Linked DNA regions of Bos taurus: region 1 is linked to region 2. The links are chromatin contacts, called in public Hi-C maps. All regions are on one chromosome and are shown on one strand. Each heading gives the region's core, a stretch centred on a gene start, on an enhancer-like site or on the middle of the called end of the contact. The rest is flanking DNA. Distances are from core to core; before and after follow the strand shown.

Region 1 (3,574 bases), core at 199-2,698, 130 kb after region 2:
ACACTTACAGATCAGTAACAGAAGAGAACACACACCATACAGCATTCACAGCAGTTGACAAAGGGGTAAGGGAAATACAAGTATCGTTTCACTTAACACATTCAGCTAACGTGGGTCATCTAAGAACAAAACTCACTTAAAAGTCTTCCAACAGATGTGGATGTCCTTTGAATGCAAAAACATTCGTACATTATTTGCTATCCTTGCTCTCTGCACACTCTCTCACCAAAGCCACAGGATTGAGAGACACATCTCGCCAAGTTAAAAAATATCCATTATGCACCACCAAGTCTCTGCACGCGCTCTCTCCTTTTCTCGCTCATACTAGCCTCTCATGCCTCGGCACCACCATCAATCCCACACAAGGTTTCAAAAGTTCAAACAGCCTTCTGGTTCCATATCACAGCCTTGCGTTCATAGCGTTGATACGACTCCATGAAATAAAGAGTAGCGGATAAAAATGGGACACCCACCGTCAAAGACGCAGCCTGCGCAGCGTGATGGCGAGTTCTTGAATGAGAAAGCATGTAGACAGAAGTATTCCTATGGCAGAATATTTACAGCACTACTTTCAATGAAGTGCTTCTTCCATAAACATTTGAAATGAGATGAACTGCAGAGATTAAATGAAGGCTTCATATTGTACTTTTGTATATGAAGGGAGACAAGTGTTAAAACAAAAACAAAAAAAAACAAAAGAACCAACCACTGTGACACCATGATCTCCAAAGAGATTTTCCTAAGGAAAGAAATCCATATGGTGGGGTTCAAATTAAAACAAGGAGAAAAGAATGTAGTCCTAATCAATGGTTTCCATTTTGAACATGCAAAGAATTCACTTGACAGTCCAGGGATAAAATATTACAGGAGAAACCCTTTGATATCAATTGTAGTGTGTTGGTTTACCCATCAGGCAAACAGCAGTTCACGTTCAAACACTCAATATTTCAACCCTTTATGTAACAAAACTTATAAAATTCCTTTAGCTCTTCCTCTTTTTCTAAAGAAAAATGTCAAAAATACTGCTGAATATACTCCACACTGAACAAACCAATTTTGAAAATTCTTACATGTTATTTTACAATATACTTACCATGAGTTTAGAAAAATTTGAATTCCCACCAGTATACCAACTAACTGTAACCCAATGTCTACATTCCCCAGCCAGAAGATTTAGAATCCATGCTAGAGCCGAAGCCTCCATTAAAACCACTGCCTGACCCTGCATTTGATGCCGATCCCCAACCAATCGCTGCACCTGAATTAGAACCACTGTAAGAGTTATTTCCAGAACCAAAAGCCTGATTTGGCTCCCTCTGCATGTTGCCTTGGCTTTGGTTATTACCTGATGGGCCAGACTGGTTCTGCTGACTGGCTAACATGCCCATCATACCCCAGCTGCTCTGCAGAGCAGCCTGGGCTGCAGCCATCATTGCTGGGTTAATGCTAAAAGCACCAAAGTTCATCCCTCCACCCATATTACTACCCTGATTGTTTCCCAAACCCGCTCCACCCCCTCGACTATTTCCAAATCCACCCTGATTCCCAAAGCCACCTGGATTACCACCAAATCTTCCACTTCTTTCTAACTGTCTATTGCTATTGTGCTTAGGTTCAGCATTGGATATATGTACGCTGATTCCTTTAATGATCAAGTCCTCTCCACAAAGAGACTGGGCAACCTATAAAAAATAAGGGATGTAAATAGAGGAGATTAAACCATTGATTCATACAAAGTAGCAATAAAACTTAGATTTCAAGCCATCATCTACGCTGGAGAAAAAAATCAGCAAGGAGCACTTATTTCATTTAAACCCATAAAATAGCCTTTAGCTTTATAGTAATGGCAGCAGGGATTTTTCCGTTCATTTTCAAAGGATGTGTAACACTCCCACTTAAATGTCACATATTAAAAATATACCTAAGGGGTTTATCACAAATATTCAGACCCAAATACAGGGTCAGAGAGCTTAGTTAGTAAGGATGGTAATTAGCTGGAAGGGCAATGTTCAACAGAAATCACCTAACTGGGGCAAAGTTATTAAGAGAAAAATACCTGATCATCTGCAAACGTAACAAAGGCAAAAGCCCTGAATGGTTTGGGGATGAAGACATCTACCACTTCTCCATACTGGCAAAAGAACTGCCGCAGTTCATCAGCAGTCATGTCCTCTGTACAACGCCCAACAAACACCTTTCTGCTTCTCAAAGGCTCATCTGGGCTTTGCTGATCAAATCAAAAGGAAGAAAAACCATCAGAAATATTTTACAAGCAATGAAAACAGCATTCTGGTGGAGGATGTAACACAATCTACCTGCCTTTTCTTTAGGTGAGTGCTTAAAAAGTAGGTACATCCTTTCTTTTTTGTATTAGCACATCTTCTTGTAAGACTTCAATGCTTTTAATTTTAAAGCTGATGAAAGTATATTTGGATTAAGGAAAATTGATGAATTAGAAATGTCCTGGCAAAGAGGATAATGTTCCAAATAAGCAAGTCTTGCTTGCTTGGAATAAGTAAGGCTTTTGTAACAAGATCAACATATTCTAATTGTCTTTGTTAACACTAACGAGATCCACATATTCTCTGTTCACATGTAACTATGTAAGAAATTGCTAATTCATTAAATAACAAGAGAAAGAATAAAATGAATCATGTTTTATTCTGGAGAAGCAATAAACTAAGTATTTCAAACAAATATATAAAATATTCACCATGCATTAAGGTCCTGAGACTTTTAACAAAAGATTTCAAGAACACACCCTGCCACATTTTCCAACTGTAATGTTTTATTTTACAGTGTCTTTTAATTAAGTTTGTCACCACAAATGGCCAAAGCAGAGAAAACAAGAGAAAGTACCTTAGAATTTGGAAGTTTACAGTCACACCATCGTCCATCTATCATATGTCGTTGTGACATTACTTTCACCTGGGTTTCATATTCCGTGAAGCGAACGAAGCCAAACCCTTTTGAATGACCAGTTTTAATATCCTTCTTGACCTAGAAAAAAAATCATTTAAATTCACTAAATCTACACACACATATAACCAACCCAGAGTACACACATGAAGGGAAATAGTATAAACCAAATTTCTTTTCAGCACCCATTACGCATACATATAATAAATATTAAAAATATCACCTACTAAACATGAAGGGTAGCATCACCAGAACAAGGAGTTCTGGACGCTCATTCACTGAAAAACTGTTAAGTGAAATCAAAGCTTACCTGAACCATAAGAACTTCTCCAAAGGTACTGAAGTAATCTTTCAGATCCTGTTCAGTTGTTTTCCATGGGAGACCCAACACTATTAAATCAGATGTTTTCTGGACCGCTCTTTTCACTTTCACTGCTGATGAAGCATCTGTTTCATCCATTTTTCTTTTGTTATCTAAACAAAATGAGCAGAAATCTTTTAGAACATTCATTTAACACTTTAAACACTTCACCCCCTTCATGCAGAAATGAGAAACAAAAACATTCTAGGAATAGTAAGACACTGGAAACTTCTGGTAATGAGTGATGTTAGCTCTCATGGACAGAATAAGGCTTAAATAAGCGGCTCGGTTGCT
Region 2 (3,265 bases), core at 754-3,253:
CCAGGCAGCAAAGAGGGGGCAGACGAAGGAAACCCTAGTGTAGGCAGAGCACGAGTACAGATTGTATCTTTCTTTCTCAACCCATCTTTTTCTTTAATGCCCTTACATCCAGCCGTTACCCAAGAGGCCAGGTCCCTCACCAGTCACCAGTAGAGCTTAAATTTATTTCTGGCCACTCTGAAGACTTCTTACAGGTTCACTTTACAACAGCTTGCCTCTGTAGAGCATCTTACAAACTCCAAGGAAAACTGCTTTCAGTACAGAAAGCTGGCTGTCAGTGAGGAGCTATACAAAGGGCAGAGATCTGGTGTTTCTCCCAGAGCTGACCAGAAAGACAGAGAGTCTTCCATTGCACCCACGACCATTCTAAAGGGCACAGCGTGCTGCTGCTGTTGTTACTCAGTCACTAAGTTGTGTCCGACTCTTTGTGACCCTGTGGACTTAAGCAGGCCAGGTTTCCCCACCCTTCACTATCTCCCAGAGTTTGCTCAAACTCATGTCCGTTGAGTCAGTGATGCCATCTAACCATCTCATCCTCTGTCACCCCCTTCTCCTGCCCTCAACCTTTCCCAGGATCAGGGTCTTTTCAAGTGAGTCGGCTCTTCCCATCAGGTGGCCAAAGTATTGGAGCTTCAGCTTCAGCAACCCCATGAACACAATGAAAAGCTTGCTGTTGGTTAGTAGTTAACCTCTGCCCTTCCACTGCATCTAGCTCATCCCCAGGAATGGCTAGAGATTTAAAGGGACCACTCTTATGGTGAGTTAGCAAAGGTGCTTCTGATTTTTATGTACCTGTATGATGAGGGGCAGACTACTGGCAATTAAGCTGGGTCATGGTACTCTGAAACCTTGAATCATAAGCTGTATCATGATTTCAGAAATGTTAAGAGTGCATCTTAGAACTGATGAAATACAGTGGGTGCCCCATGGCCGTCTCTGACAGTTTGTCCCAGTGACAGTGAAAAGTGTCAGTGATGACACCATTGGTCTCTCGAGCTTCTTTTGGACATCTCACTGGCTGTAAATCTTGATGATTCAGTTAGTGTGTTGTAGTCCTCATCTGTCAGCTCTTCCTTACCAGGAAGGTAGGCATATTTTCCTTTTCCCGATTCTAGAACGGGCATCAGTATTTCTACAGTGTGGCCTCACTCTACCAGAGCACAGGGCCAGGGCACATCTCCTTACACAGTTATAAGTGAGGAGAGTTCAGAGCTGCCAAGTCCCTGGATGCCAGCTCATTTAATTTTTGTTTCCCAACTTCATCCACATAATAGCCTGAGTCAGAGCTCTTGGACACGCAGCAGCCAAGAAATCAGGATGGATTTTTACCCAAAATATCTCCTCTATTTTGAGTCAAAGTAGTTGAAAATAAGTTTTGGGTTCCGTCTGTCAACCCTCCCCACTTTGTTCTGTTTCCCTGACAGCTTCTTCTCCCTAATGTTCTCTCTCAGATCTCTTCATTTCATTCTGGATATGAAGAAGCAGAAAGGAGGAGAAAATCCTCCAGGCCTCACCAGAAAAGAAGCAGTGCTCATTGTTGTAGAATAAAAAGATAATGGCCAATTTGTCAAGAAGTGTTGACAAGAAAGATAAAGTTGGAAGTAATTAACTGGCTGACACGCTGGGAGTGATGTGCCTGCCAGTGGCTCCCTAAATCAGCCAGAGCCTTGGAAATGTGACAGCCATTCATCATTTTTACAACACGCCTCTGACAGGCCCCTGGGTTGCAAACCTGGCCAGCACAAATCGTGTGCTTTGACACTCCAGGGCTCTGCGGCTTCTCAGTGCCTCATGCTGGTTGTGCTAGGGCATTTAGGCCCCGTTTATCCAGCCAGGGGGTGCTGGAAGTGATGAGTGAAATGGGACAGCTTGTCCAGCTTATTGCTGGACCCTGTGTCCATCCTCTGGGTGGCTGCTCTGATTCCCAGGGGCAAGCCTACAGACATCTGCAGGACGAATCCCCTGTGAGCTCCTGCCACACCTTGGTGGCTTAGCTAGTGCTGCTCTCACCCGGCCACAAGGGTGTGCCCAAGAGACTGGTTTAGACATAAGATCCAGCGCAGGACATTTTCTTACACAGCTGTTAAAAAGTTTTTGTGAAGGCTCCGGATAAAGTGGGAAATGCCTGTGTCATGTAAAAAAGCAGAATACAGTACTATATCATCACTCTGACTAGCACTATGTCTAAAATATGCATTTATACAGAATATACATAGGCAAAAGTATCATTTTGATATCGTGAACTCCCACTCCAATTTTTTAAATTAAAAAATGTCTTATATATATATACACAGACACAGACACACACACACACACCTCCCGCTACCAGTATTGAAAGGGGCTTTCCAGGTGATGCTAGTGACGTAGAACCCATCTACCAATGCAGGAGATGTAAGAGACGTGGGTTCAATCTCTGGGTTGGGAAGATCCCCTGGAGGAGGGCACGGCAACGCACTCCAATATTCTTGCCTGGAGAATCCCATGGATAGAGGAGGCTGGTGGGCTACATAGAGCCCATGGAAGAGCCAGACACAACTGAAGCAATTTAGCACATATGCACCAGAATTGAAAAGATAGGAATTTTTTTCTCTCCTTTCCCTAATCTGCACTTGTTAGCTTCTGTCTTCTAAATTCTTTTTGCTTTTCATTTTTGGCTGTGCACGGGCTTTCCCCAGTTGTGGAGAACAGGCACTACTCTAGTTGCAGTATGCAGGCTTCTCATCGAGGCAGCTTCTCTTGTGGTGGTGCACAGGCTCAGCAGATGTGGTACCCGGGCTTGGTTGCCCCGAGGCATGTGGACTCTCCCTGGACCAGGGACCAAACCTGTGCCCCCTGCATTGGTAGGTGGATTCTCTTTTGTTTCCTTCAAATTTATTTATTTTTTTAATTGGGGGATAATTGCTTTATACTGTTATTTGGTTTCTGCCATACATCAGCATGAATCAGCCATAGGTATACATATGAACCCTTCCTCTTGAAACTCCCTCCCACCTCATCCCAGCCCTCTTGGTTGTCACACAGCTCTGGGTTGAGCTCCCTGTGTTATACAGCAACTTCCCATTAGCTATCTATTTTACATTATAGTAATGTATATATTTTAATGCTACTCTCAATTCATCCCACCCTCTCCTGCCCCTGCTGTGTCTGTAAGTCTCTTCTCTGTGTCTGAGTCTCTGTTCCTATCCTGCAGATGTGTTCATCAGTACCAGTTTTCTAGATTCCATATATATGCATTAATACATGATAGTTGTTTTTCTGACTTACT

The links. Hi-C and Micro-C count contacts between places; a contact is called where the count stands out from the background.
Region 1: a contact with region 2 is called in a Hi-C map of skeletal muscle, with 5 times the contacts expected there. The contact joins two enhancer-like sites. A contact is called at or near these places in 2 of 11 Hi-C or Micro-C datasets (liver and skeletal muscle).

Annotation. Positions count from the first base shown.
Region 1 is chr16:42,599,168-42,602,741 of ARS-UCD2.0, forward strand. TARDBP (TAR DNA binding protein) reads right to left here. Exons shown (of 6, transcript NM_001046485.2): 3 at 3,230-3,393; 4 at 2,860-3,000; 5 at 2,057-2,227; 6 at 1,082-1,682. The coding sequence ends at 1,152. Among named protein-coding and RNA genes, the nearest start is that of TARDBP, 4.4 kb to the right of the region's middle. Within about 2 kb of position 1,449, at least 2 of the 102 cell types and tissues checked have an H3K27ac peak or open chromatin away from gene starts, as enhancers often do. A contact at or near this core is called in skeletal muscle, where this site is marked.
Region 2 is chr16:42,463,983-42,467,247 of ARS-UCD2.0, forward strand. All of the region lies in intron 28 of MTOR (mechanistic target of rapamycin kinase), which reads left to right. Among named protein-coding and RNA genes, the nearest start is that of ANGPTL7, 12 kb to the left of the region's middle. Within about 2 kb of position 2,004, at least 19 of the 102 cell types and tissues checked have an H3K27ac peak or open chromatin away from gene starts, as enhancers often do. A contact at or near this core is called in skeletal muscle, where this site is marked.